Linked DNA regions of Drosophila melanogaster: region 2 is linked to region 1. The links are chromatin contacts, called in public HiChIP or PLAC-seq maps. All regions are on one chromosome and are shown on one strand. The core of a region is the stretch at or near the end of the contact, and the rest is flanking DNA. Distances in the headings are between cores, read along the strand shown.

Region 1 (6,713 bases), core at 3,639-6,138:
GGCACCGGTCCTGCAGCCAGCGTACATTATCAGCATCAAGGAGTGACCTATTCGCAACCGGTGCCGCAGGAAGCCTCCTGCCACATCGCCGATCACATTCAGGTGATCTTTGCCGGATTTGCGGAGCAGTCCAAGACCTCCGTGCTGCACATGTCCTCGCTATTCCATGCATTCACTCTATGTCAACTGTGGACGGTGTACTTGGAGCAGATGGCCCACAATACCAATAGCAATGCGGAGGGCAGCACGTTAGGCGTTCTTTTTGAGTTCTGGGCAAAGGTGACGCCCTGCATCTTGCAATTGGTGTCCCACGCCAAGCCGACAGTCAATAAGGATCAGCCGCAGACCCCCCTGGACTTTCAGACGCAGAGTGCTAACTCCAAGCTGTCCGAGATGGTCAATCTGCACTTCCTTAGTCTGTTGGAGGCGTTGAAGGACACCAATTCCACAGTGCTGGGCAAACTGCTACCCATGTGGAGCCCCGTACTCTCGTCACAGACGCAACTCTCGGACACTTTGCACGTCCGGTTGCAAAACGTAAGAGACTATGCACCGGACTACGAGGAGCAGCAAACGTACAAGTCGGAGGCTCTGCTCAAATGGCTGCAGCGCTTGCAGTTCAAGATGGGCCAGATCGAGTTGCAAGCCTCCACAGCCACGCAGTTCTATTCAATCTAAGTATTCACAGAGTATACACAGTATAGTTATGTATGCAGTCTTATTTGGTAATTGTTGCCTACGCGAATAAATAGTACACAATGTTTCTTGGAAATCGAATAGCATAGATTCTATCTCATGCTCTGCCCATAGGTTACTCGAACACCGTGTAATGAATGCCACTGGCGGACGATCCTCTGTCTTGAACAGTAGGATCTTGCACTTCATTCGCTTCGCTGGCTTTTTGCCTGCCCTCGATGAGAAAAGTGTCTTGGGGATCACGGTAGTTGCGGAAGGATTCCTTGGTTTTCACAATCGATTCCTCGGGCAGGCCAAGTCGGAGTCGAGAGTCTTTAAGCCTGGCCAGCCGCTGTTCAGCCTGCTGAATGCGAACCTCCTACAAATAAAGTGTATTTAGCATCGAATTATGTAGACCATAAGCAATGAAATTACCTTTACTCTTTGCATGTAATCAATCTGTAACGCAGCCGACTCAGCCAATGGCACCAACTGGGCCTCTTTGTGCTGGATGAGTGGCGGAGTTGCTGCCGTTATTTCCCAATGCTTGCCCTTTTTGCGCACGCGCTCCTTGTCGGGATTGTGGACATTGGACTTGGTGGTTCGGAATGGCATAAACTTTTCCCTAGGAGTATTCACATTTGTTTCCGTCTTATCGATGAGGTAGAGGGCATGCTGATCGGGAGGCAGCTCCCTGCTCAGCTTTGCGGCCACTTGACTGGCGTCGATTTCTACGATCTCGGCAGGAAGGGAACTGGTGTCACTATGTCCTGCCAAGGCGGAATCTGGGGAGTCGGTTGGTTTCTTAAACTCCTCGATATCCGCCAGATCATCTGCCGTAATGAAACTCGTTGGCGGAGGCAAAACCTTGACCTTCTTCTCGTGCATTGTTCCCTGCGCTATAATCCGCAGCGGATCCATCTCCACCTCATCATCGCTGTCCAGAATGTCGTCCACATGGGCGCCCTCGTCCGTGTTTCTGCCATTCCACTCCAGATTGTTGAGAGCAATTTTGCCCTTTTCGACAATGTTGAGACCGCTCAACATTCGAGTCGCTTCCTCTACTTCATCCCGCCTCCTGATCTCGGCCAGTAATTTGTCGTACGACTCCTGCAGACGCTTTCCCTTGTCCGGCAGTTGGTGCAAACGCTTTCTAAATAGAGATAAAATTAAATAAGATAAATTCACAGGGAACTCCACAGGTGGAAACTAAAACTCACTTGAACGACAGAAAGTGAGACTGCCTGTCCTTAATCTCCAGCAGCTGCGGATAGGTAAGGGTCTTCAGGTCCTTGCTGTGCTTCTCCTTCGCCTGGCTGGTGCCCGGGATACGGCTAAGCGGAGCAGGAATCACATTATCGCCCATTTTGGCTCACTTATTTTGCTCATAAGCTTAGTATGACCGTGCTGTGGTTGCGATAAAATACTTAGTGCTGCTACGAAGCAAAGGGCTACAGGAGTTCACTTAACGCCTATCGTTATCGACAAAAAGGCGCGTTATTCAAAAATATACATTAGTGCTTCTGATTTCTGTGCGGAATACATTCCTATATTTCTAATCCACCCCAAGCTAGCTTTCTGAAATCCCTCATATATTTCCATAAGATATAATTAAGTACCCATATATTATTATTCCATGCCTAACGACGCGATAATCTATTCTGGTCCCTACGAATTGGGACGCCTTCGCCGGCGTCGTGATATGCGTGTGGCGGAGTACCTCTACAGGCGTTCCATTCGCACACGCAATGCGGATCCCGAGATGACCGTGTGCCGTTTTATCAAACTGCTGCTCTACTTCATCGGATTCTTTTTCGTTTTGGGCGTATTCACAACCGGATTGGCCCTCGTGATGATTGCGAATCATATATATCCGGATAGGCCGGGATGCAAAAAGTTCCCCGGACTAGCAACCGCACCCGGACACCATGTCGGTGATCAGAAGCAAATTATGTGGAGCCCTAATAACATTAAGGATGTGGCTAACATACAACGCGCGATAATGCGAACGGTGAAACGATACGGTCTCGAAGGCCCGAAGCGCCTGATGGGCTGTAACATAGACGACAGTTGGGGCTATATGTCCGGCACGCCGTGCATTCTAATAAAGATCACCCAGGCATTGGGCTTCCAGGCGGTAACCTACGATGACGCCCTAACGCTGCCCGAGTACGCTCCGGATGAGCTATTCGACTATGTGGTGGGCCTGGGCTCGGAGGAGCGCTTCAACCGCATCTGGGTGTCCTGCCAGGTTATTGAGCCAAGAGTGGACATTCAGTTCGACTACCATCCGGTTCGCTTCTTCGATGCCGAAGAGCTCTTCACCTCCGGCAATGTCTTTCTCAACGAGTCTTCGGACGACGACGGACCTACTTACAAGGAGGATCCCCGCCTCAGGCGCATCATCAGTGTTCGGTTGAGCAACATTCCGATCAACGAGGACATCCAAATCCACTGCAAGGCGTGGGCTAAGAACATACCGCTCCATATGGTAACGGTCAAGATGCTGGTGCGTCTGACGGCACCAGTTCATCCAACCACTCCATTGGTGCTGGACGAGTGGTACGAGTGAGATCAGCTAACTCAGCTGGATTTATTAATGTATTAATAAATACTTAACAAAATAATAAAACTATTTGAGAATTATAGTTTACTCCGCTTTAGATTTCATAGTGAACCGAAGCTACAAGCTTCGAATATTTCCCACTTACGCCCACGTAACCAGTAGCCAAATCAGAACCGGAACGATCGCCACGATGCCGGAGGACGTAATGGTGCCCGCTGGGGACTACAAGCTGGTCAAGCAGATACGCCGGAACCAGGAGACACGTCGCAAGAAGGACCTGCCGTGGTCGAAGAGGATATTCGACATAGACGAGCACAAATTGTTCGGACGCACAGCTCTGGGTTGGATGCGTATCACTGGCTTCTACCTGGTACTATACGCCCTAATCGTGTGCATTGTGGCCTTTTGGTTGGGCATCTTTATGCTGGCCATCATTGATCCGAATAAGCCGCGCTGGCTCAAGGGTCCGCCGGGTCTGTCGATGGTGCCCAACCAGAATCGATCCGTGCTGGCCTACTTTACGCACATCATGAGTGAGGTCAATCCGATTGCGGACCGCATCGACGATTTCCTGAACAAATTGAACGACAATGCCATTGACTTCTTCGCCGATTTCAACCAGGACACTACGTGGGGCTACGCCACCGAAAAGCCGACCGTCTTCATCAAGCTGAACAAGGTTATTGGCTATGTGCCGGAGACCTACGACACGCCAGATGACTTGCCCAAGGAGGCGCCAGCGAGCCTTCAGGACACCGTGGGCAAGCTGGGCAACACGCCCAAGATTTGGATCACCTGCGAGGTGACCAATGGGCCCAAGCCCGAAATGGTCTTCTATCCGGGTCCATATTTCGAGGCCTCCGAGAACATGAGAGGAGTGACGCGCGTGGTGGCCATCCAGATGAACAAGATGCCCGAGAATGCGAAGACCTTCTTCAGCTGCAAGGTGTGGGCCCGAAACATACCCATCGACGATGACTACCAGGGCATGGGAATTATCAAGTTCGCGCTGAGCATGCGCACCGATGATGACGGCAATCCGGATTTCGAAAGGCCCTCCACTCGTAAGGCACCCCGCGAAATAGATCTCGAATCCGAAGAGCTCGTTCCCGAACCGCCATCTCCAAATCGACCAGAAAGTATGCTCGGAGGATTAGAATTGCCGCCACCGCCAGAGGATGAGAAGGACGCACTAGACGCAATGGGAAATGATGCCAAGAAGGAGGAAATGACGGAGCCACCAAGCTTATAAGAATTGGAATCTATTACTACTATTATTACCATTTGGAATTCTAGACAAAATTTGCTTATGTGCAAATTACCTATCTGTGTAGGTGTTCTTTAGGTTATTTAATTTCGAATAAGAATTGGGGGTAACCCACATTTTCACATTTCAAAAACCTATTAAATCTTGTTTCTGTTCTTGTTTTTCATATAATCAAATGATAAATGATAACTGATGATCTTTGATCTTATAGATTTATATATAATTTTATTATAACTATATTATATTCATTAACTTTTTATAATAATTTTAACAGCATGAGTCACCCTAACAAGCTGCGCACACCTAGATAACCCGCTTGTGCTATCGATAGTCGGCGACGGGCAGCGCCCACCACCAAGTGTGACCAAGGGGCATCGCCGAAATCGATAGCATCCGCCTATCGGAATCGAAGTGTTTTGCACGAACATCGAACTTTAGCTCCGCTCCGGACACGCAGTAGCTAAATAACAAACTCATTACTAGTATATTACTGCCGCCGATTTGCAAACGCGTACCGATCCCGATACCAGGCCAATCGCACTCCCCAGTTGTACGTCATCACTTAAGTAATAAATCAGCGGCAAATCGCATAAATTGCTATTGATATTCCGCCCGCTGTGTGTGCGTGTGTATTTGCAAGAGAGTGTGTGTGTGCATATGACTCGTGCGTTTAGCCGACAATTGGAGAAAAAGCATTAGAATCCCAATTGGCTAACTAAACTAAAGTTGGCTTGGCCAAACATAAACAAAAAGTGCGGGCGCAGCGATTTGGCAGCGAAACAAAAACACCAAAGTGTTATTGGCAGATATATATGTAAATTAAATATAGAAAGTGCGTGCGAAGGTTAAGCGTAGAGTGCAAGTGCATTTATATTTGGAAATAATAAATGCTACAATTTAGTTGAAATCCGCCAGCGAATTCGCATTAAATCTAATTCTGTATTTTGTACTCTCTCGCAGCGAATCAAGCAGGAAAATACCGGATAATAATTGGCAAAGATGCAGATCAAAGAATTGTGAGTACAAAACTGTATGTTTTTACCATTTACCTGTGATTATTTGATGTTTAAATCGCAAAAAAAAATCTGGGCAAGCCGCAAATTATTTGTGACAAATCGATTTTACACTCTCTTCGTGACATTCGCTCTCTCCATTTCTCTCTGGTCGCGTGTGTTGCTGCTCTCTCAGTTCTCTCAGTAGTTGCTTTTGTTGTATTTAAGTTTGCGGGCATTTTCCGCAACAACAACAGAACCGTTTTCTTATCAGCCCCCTGACGCCCCCTTTTCCGCACACCCCCTCTCTTTCCATCTCGCTCTATCTCAGGTATTTTGCAGCTGTGGCGATGACGTAATGAGTTTAAGTCACATTTTGGAGCTACGTAAGCCAAAACTTACTTCTTATAACCAATGCCACTGCTAATTAGTTTTGGAAACTCCTTTGAATCATCGATAATCTATACTATATACGTAAAGATAATGCTTTTTAGGCGCTCGGCGACGCCACGTTGTCGACTTTTTCAGTGAGTCACTCTCTTTTGCGCCTCTCTTTTCCCATTACTCTCTTTTCGGCTTTGGGCCCTGCGATTTTAATCAAACAAGTTGTTAAGTGCGATAAGGTCGTTGCGTTAACCCCACTAAACTGACTCATCGTGCATCTTTAATCCTTTTCGGTCGCAAAGCACCAGGTGACATTCTTCTCATACATTCTTCTCATTTGCAAATGGCTCACGTTTGCCACCCTCACATTCCCATTTTGGCAATGATACTTTTAATTTATTAACGGAAATTGTCAAAAGTCTGACATCAAATGGCTCGGCTTATAATTGCTTTGACTTTGACAGCTGTCGGAAAATCAAGGAAAATCCGAGCGGCTTGCATACAGGAGATTGAAACTGAAAGCTCAAACACACAATCTCGGTCTTATCATTTTTCGTATGCGCAATCATTCGCATCAATCTTATAATGGAAACTCAATTGTATATAAACAGCACCTTTTACTGATAGGTGTTAAGTGTATCGGTTTTGTAAGCTATTAATTCTCATACGATCGGTTTCTGGCTTAAAGTACACAGAAATCGATTTCTACTTTTGTGTTGCTAAGCTTGTATTGTATAGCTTATTTTTAATTACATATCATTTAAGAATATTATTGCAACAAAAACATAGGTATATCATTAATCATAAAGAAGAAATGATATGGAAAAAT
Region 2 (6,885 bases), core at 1,994-4,493, 180 kb before region 1:
AATATAATTAGAGGGAGTAAAATGAGCTTAACTGGGCCTAATTATAGCTTAAACCATTCAAGTCCAATTCGGTGTCTAAATGTTAAAACTATTACTAACAAAGAAATTTGTTTTAACATTTTTTGGTATACCTATCCAATTCAAGCGGCCATCCACTGTAAAGTTATCCCTCTCCCACTGGGACACTGATTACCCGACAAACTTCGTCGACTTTTCGAATTCAGAATCATAATTTAATAACAGCTCCAACTGGCGCTGGAGGAGGAGCATTGCTGATGCTGGCGATTCTCCTCGGTGACTGCTTAATTAGCCGTGGGTGGCTGTTTTTCCAGTTGGCCAGAGCACTTTAATTGAGCGCAGGAATGGGTGGAGGGGTGGCAAAGTGACAATTAAAGCGATATCTGCTTTACAAAATTTTCGCGAACTCCCAAGAGCTCACAAGAACTTTATTTTTAAAATATGACATACAGAAAAAAAATTCATATGGGAAAAATATTCTAGGAGTTGCGCTGTTTTGAAATCGTTTGATTTTGTAGAATCCCAAGTGATTTCTTAATTTTTCTTCCTGCCTTCATCTTGTTTATTGCAAAATGCCAATTTGGGAACGATTTGTGTGGATCTAAAGTCTTTCTGGTAGTTTACCAACTGCTGTTGGGAATTTGGAATTAGGAATTGTTTCAATAGGATAAATCATCCTAAGATGGTTTCGAGTTACTTGGAGGTGCGGGATCGCGATTCGCTCCGCCTTGATTCTGAACTTTGCCTACAGGTTGCAGGCGATTTTTCCATGGCTTTTTTTTTGGAGTTTGGTTTTTATTCGAATTTTGAATCTGCTGCTGGTTGGTTTGTTGGTTCTGGGCTTGTGGCTGGGCTTGGACTGTATTTTGGCGGTTCTGTTGATTGAATATCTTATTTGAATTCCATTTCGGTCTAGGTCCCTGTCCCTGACCTGGCAGCCCAGTTTGACCGCCGCCGACTGATGAAGCATTCGGAAATTGCTGATGGCCTGAATGATAGGGTGGATAAGGTTGCCGACATGCGTTAAATCCTGGAGGCCTGAATCTGTTCTGCTGTTGATGACACGGAAAGCGCGGACCAGTCCAAGGAGCCATTGGTCCACGGGGCCCAGAGCGGGGATGCGGCGGTTTCTGTGATTGTCTATTAAGGTGCGGAGTGTTCCGGAACGGATTGTTGGGATTGTTCTGATTCATCATATTCACAGAAGGCCCGTTAATGTTTTTGTCGTAAACATTCTGGGCCTGCTGCTTGCCCGGCTGCTGTTGCGGCGTTAAGGGCTTGCCTAGATGTTCATTGGGATACTGGGCGATAGCGGCAACGGGCTGAGCTTGAATAGGTTCCTCTTCATTCAACAGCTTCGGCTTTGCCTCTGCCTCATCCAGTTTGGTCTCAGATATCATTTGGATTATTTTATCGACTTTTTTCTTCTGATCGCGCTCGTCCTCCTTGCGCTGCCAGTGCTGATACAGGTGAGCTTTTAGATCCAGCAACATATTAGTAACAAATTCGCACTGGTTGCATCGCAATGGCGTCTTCTCTTGCAAATTATTGTACGTCTCCTCCGAAATGGATTCAATGGATCCCTGAACACTGAGCATCATATACGCAATTTGAAAGGGCATAAATAGTTCCGTATTGAAACTATTCCAGTGACTTATACGTTTCATGGCCATGGAATAGAAGTCGTTAGAAATAACATGTAGATTTAGACGATTCCAGAAAGTATTGACTTTGAAACCGATGAGAAAATTACGCGACTCCAGGTGTTTCTGCTTCTCGATGATTTGATTCGCCAGATCCATCATGTGATCCAGCAGGGGCAGCTGCGCTTCGGTTAGCTGATTATGGGGAAGGAGCATAAATAGTCAATTCAACCTCCTGCCACTAATCACACACTAGAAAAATTTCTAATGTCTTTGCACTAACCCACCTGAGTTATATCCCTGAACTCTTCCTTGGCCACCACCCTAAAGTGGTATTGCGATTTAGGATAGTCCGCTTTCATGACCACCGCCCGGTCACTCTCGATAAGGAAGTTCCTCTTATCATTTAGCTTGCGCTGCAGCTCATCTCGGATATATGCCAATTTATCCACCTCCATTTGCTTTTTGTATTCGTAGAAATCCACGAAATCGAAACAATATGCAAGTTCTGACGTTCTGTAACCAGCTGTGGGAAAGAACTGGTTCCCTAGTCGGACTCGCTGGCAAACTGATTTCGGATCTTGAAGGTGCCCCACCAGATGCCCCTTAAGTGATGGCAAATTTCTTGCAACAAACTCGCACTGATTACAAATGAGTGGCTTGGCCAGCAGCTCGTCTTTTAGTGATTTCGGGAGTCGCGAAATGCTATTCTCCTTCTCCAGCTGGGCGTAAAGCTCTAAAAAAAAAATATATATAAAAAAATTCAAATAGATTAGCTAATACTGCCACACTTTCTATATGGGAATGCTCATAAAAATTGGCACCGCCGGCAAATCTCTATTTTCTAACTAGATCATTCGATTTATCTGTTTTTCGCTCATGAAGCCTGTAGCCTGCGCCGTGTTCTAATAGCCTTACTTGTGTAGGGCACAAACAGCTCGGTGTTGAATGAGTTCCAATGCTTCTTGGTCTTCAGGCTTGTTGATACGAAGTCCTTGGAGATGACGTGCAGGTGGAGCCTTTGCATGCTCGGCTCCGCGTGAAATCCCACGTTGAAGTCCTGCCACCGGACTCCTTTCACTTCCACAACGTTCCTGGCCAGCAGATGCAGCTCCTCCAAAAGCGACAGATGGCTCCGGTTCAACTAAACGGAGCGAGAAAAATGTTACTTGGAATAGTAAAACGATGGAGACGGAAGCACAATCTTTGCGCACGTGAAAGATGCTGGGAATGTCGGCCAATGGTAGCACCAAGTAGTGATGCTGCGCCTTGGGAAACTTGTCTGCTATGACCACTGCGATTTCTGACGAAATGATCAAATTTTCTGGTTTCGAGATATCTTTGATTAGTGCACTTGACCAGGACATCACAAATGCTACTGCCTGATTTGCTTGGAATTGCAGCAACGGCGAGACTTTTATCGATTTCTGTGAGCGTATTTGCACAAAAGCAAATATTTTCGTTATTTATTTTGTTATTATATATTTCGTTATTATTTTGTCATTTATTTATTTGTTAACTTGCTAAGAACTGCTTTCTTTTCTTACTGGCAGTTGACATCCCAGTGCCGCACAGCTGGCAACATAAACATCGATAACTATCGACGTCTCACGACCCTACAGACTATTAAATCATCGTCTCCAACTGCACAAACTGAAAACAAAACAAAACCTCTAACAGCTGAATGTTAGTGTTGGAAAACGTATATAGGTAGAGCTGCTTCCTATTTATTCCTCTGAAAATATGTTATTAAGTTCAAAAACAGTGTAATATACATAACTTTTTTCATGCATTTATGTATTTTAAAATTTGTAATTTTGTGAACTTTTTTAATAACGATTTATGGGGATAGCAATTATATTATATTTGTGGTAGTCAAGCCCACTGTGCGAATGGCGTTGGATGCCGATATGAGGGTTACTCAATGGTATTTTTTCGCCGATCTCGCTGCGGTCATACTGTTGTTTACCTCTGTGCATGCCGCATAAAAGCAAAATTACGTGATAATTGTTTGTAAAAGCTGACTAAAATCGCTGCTGCCATGGAAGCCAAGCCCGTGCCGGCACCCCAGCCACGCCCCCGTGCCATGGCGGAGCCGCTGCACATCCAGCGCTTGGAGGCGGCACTCAACATGCGACCCTTCATGAACATGGCCAAAAGAAGTCTGCGGAAGCCACTGAGTAGCGACGAGGAAACGGACGACGAGCATGTGGTCAAGAGGGAACACGATGTACAAGACTCTGATGACTCCTCCACCGTGGGCGTGGTCCGGATGAAACAGTCCAGCAAGCGGAAGAGTCGTCTGTTGGCCAGCAAGGAAGGTGAGTTGGTATCTGGAGCAGTTTAGTACACCTCCTAAAATTTCCCCCAACAGAGCGACAAAGTGTCAAAGCACAGCTTTATAACTTCAACGATCTGACCAGCGATCGGGAGTGGCTATACGATCTCCTCTTGAGCGACACGGAAAGCGACGATCCCACTATCACCGAAGATGAGTATGTGCAGCAGCTGCTGAGAGAGCACGTTCGGGAACAGCGTCAGCGAAAGAACTACTACAAAAAGGCCGCGGTGAGTGATGCTGATGTGTCTAGTAGTTTGGTTTGCAGTTAGTGTATAAACTGATGTTATTAAAAAGATTATTTAATCCCTTTCAGAATGCCCAGTATGCATACTATGGCAGCGGCTTGCTGTCCAATCACGACATCTTTGCCGAGCGTCAGCTGGCGACTGCAGGAGTGCGCAAGAGGCGGCGTCGCACCAAACAGGAAATACTTATGGCCCGTTTGGCTGAGGCACAAGCTGGACCAAAACCACCCAAACAGAGAAGAAGAGGCCGCAAGAAGCGCGATAACATGGGATCACCAGAATCCGGCGAGGTGCCTCCGTCAGAGCTGGGTAAATATACATTTGGTGACACACTGCCCAACAACGAAGACGATGACGAGGATGGTGGCGAGGTTGACTACAAAAGAGAACTGGCCAGCTTGGCGTTGGATTATCCGGAGGAGGAAGAGATCGAGGAGGAGGTAGATGTAGAAGGCGGCACCGAGGGACAAGTGACAAAAGTTCGGCGAAAGCGAAAGAACCCAGCAGCTTTGGCCGCTCGTCGTCGGCGGATCTGGCAGATCATGTCCAAAAAGGAATCTGGCAGACTGCAACGCATCAAGAGTAATAATCACAAGGAGATGCTGGCCAATTGCAAAAGGGTGGCTGGCATGTGCGCTAAAGTGGTGCGACAGCGTGCTATTAATTCCCAGAGGATTATGAAGGAAACCGTGTGGCGTGCCAAGCGACTTACCAGGGAAATGCTCGCCTATTGGAAGCGGTACGAGCGCGTGGAGCGGGATCAGCGGCGCAAGCAGGAGCGAGAGGCGGAGGAACAAAGAAAACAGGACGTAGAACTTATTGAGGTGAAACGTCAGCAGCGTAAGCTCAACTTCCTGATTACCCAAACCGAGCTGTATGCCCACTTCATGTCTAAGAAACTGGGCCAGGGCAGCGAAGAGGATCAATTGCGCATTCTTAGCCAATTGGATGAGGAGACCAATGCCAGGTTGGCAGCTCAAGATGACTATGACGCAGGAGAGATGAAACTTTTGGCCCAGGAGAATGCCGAGGCAGCTATGCAAAGAGATCTGGACAAAACCAGGGCATTCGATGTCTTTGCTAAAAAGAAGGAAAAAGAAGAGGAGGAACAAGCGCAGGAAAGTGTGGAGGACATAAAACCAGAACCCCGTCCCGAAATGAAGGACCTACCCCAACCCAAAATGTTTAAGGGAACTCTGAAGGGTTACCAAATCAAGGGTATGACATGGCTCGCAAACATCTACGATCAGGGAATCAGTGGTATCCTGGCAGATGAAATGGGCTTGGGAAAGACTGTCCAATCGATAGCTTTTCTTTGCCACATAGCCGAGCACTACGGAGTGTGGGGTCCCTTTCTAGTAATCTCACCCGCTTCTACGCTTCACAATTGGCAACAAGAGATGTCCAGATTTGTGCCCGACTTTAAGGTGGTACCATATTGGGGTTCACCTGCCGAACGAAAGATACTGCGCCAGTTTTGGGACCAAAAGCACTTACACACACGCGACGCCAGCTTTCATGTGGTAATTACTTCGTACCAGCTGGTGGTCAGCGATTACAAGTATTTCAACCGGATCAAGTGGCAGTATATGGTTTTAGATGAGGCACAAGCCATTAAAAGTGCCGCCTCGCAGCGTTGGAAGCTATTACTGGGCTTCAGCTGTCGTAATCGATTGCTACTCAGTGGCACGCCCATCCAGAACAGCATGGCTGAGCTGTGGGCACTGCTGCACTTTATTATGCCAACGTTATTTGATTCCCACGATGAGTTCAACGAGTGGTTCTCCAAGGATATTGAATCGCATGCGGAGAACAAAACTGGTATTGATGAAAAACAAATTTCCAGACTCCATATGATCTTGAAACCCTTCATGTTGAGGCGGATAAAGAAGGATGTGGAGAACGAGCTGTCGGATAAAATTGAGATTATGGTCTATTGTCCGCTGACCATACGTCAAAAGTTACTATACAGGGCGCTGAAGCAAAAGATCCGCATTGAGGATCTCCTTCACCTGACCAGTGGATCAACCACTACTTCGTCCTCATCTTCGGCATCGAACCTGATGAATCTGGTCATGCAATTCCGCAAGGTATGCAATCATCCTGAGCTTTTTGAAAGAAGGGACGCAAGAAGTCCGTTTTTCATGCGCTGTGCGGAGTATACCATTCCCAGATTGATTCATGAGGAAGGACTCATACACAGAATGCTGCCCAGTCGAAAGCACTTGCTCTATAACCGGTAAGTGGATAGGTTTTGAACATTTTATCATATTTGAATTTTTAATCCTTGACTGCCCATTTGCAGGTTCAATATCTTCAAATCGGAATACATACAGAGGTCTCTCTTTGAGGATGTGAACGTGAATAGTTGCTTCGGATTTACCCGGCTTTGCGATTTATCTGTGGGAGATATGGTAGAAGTAACTTTAAATGGACTGATAGATTTGTGAGTATTCCTATACCCTTTACCTGTAAGTAACATGTTTATAATAGCAAAATTCGCAAATGTCGTGCTCCTTTGTTTGATAATAACAAATGGTTAAATACTTACAATACTTACGTTTGTTTTTCTACAGTCTTTTGCATTATCGAAGAGTTTTGGAGAAATACCCACTGCTGGCCTACCGTCGCTTTTGGT

Evidence for each region. HiChIP or PLAC-seq counts read pairs in DNA pulled down with a chosen protein or histone mark.
Region 2: a contact with region 1 is called in a POLR2A S2P HiChIP or PLAC-seq map of the Kc167 cell line, with 5 times the contacts expected there. The contact joins the promoter of Aptx here to the promoter of vib in region 1. A contact is called at or near these places in 22 of 107 Hi-C or Micro-C datasets (the D17-c3 cell line, the Kc167 cell line, the OSC cell line and 11 more) and 3 of 6 datasets of contacts at active chromatin or transcription factors (all in the Kc167 cell line).

What each region holds. Positions count from the first base shown.
Region 1 is chr3R:19,224,826-19,231,538 of dm6, reverse strand. It overlaps vib (vibrator), which reads left to right and starts at 4,888. Exons shown (of 9, transcript NM_001275797.1): 1 at 4,888-5,058; 2 at 5,469-5,524. The coding sequence starts at 5,508. It overlaps CG11703, which reads left to right and starts at 3,359. Exons shown (of 1, transcript NM_142535.3): 1 at 3,359-4,636. The coding sequence starts at 3,432. The coding sequence ends at 4,493. CG5250 reads left to right here and starts at 2,263. Exons shown (of 1, transcript NM_142536.2): 1 at 2,263-3,322. The coding sequence starts at 2,312. The coding sequence ends at 3,247. It overlaps Polr2M (RNA polymerase II subunit M), which reads right to left and starts at 2,076. Exons shown (of 3, transcript NM_142537.2): 1 at 1,896-2,076; 2 at 1,111-1,828; 3 at 707-1,054. The coding sequence starts at 2,041. The coding sequence ends at 812. It also overlaps unc79.
Region 2 is chr3R:19,399,813-19,406,697 of dm6, reverse strand. It overlaps Aptx (aprataxin), which reads right to left and starts at 3,243. Exons shown (of 5, transcript NM_169858.1): 1 at 3,209-3,243; 2 at 2,876-3,088; 3 at 2,580-2,805; 4 at 1,949-2,397; 5 at 404-1,856. The coding sequence starts at 3,028. The coding sequence ends at 696. Ino80 (INO80 complex subunit) reads left to right here and starts at 3,545. Exons shown (of 14, transcript NM_169854.2): 1 at 3,545-3,982; 2 at 4,036-4,229; 3 at 4,316-6,486; 4 at 6,553-6,693; 5 at 6,824-6,885. The coding sequence starts at 3,703.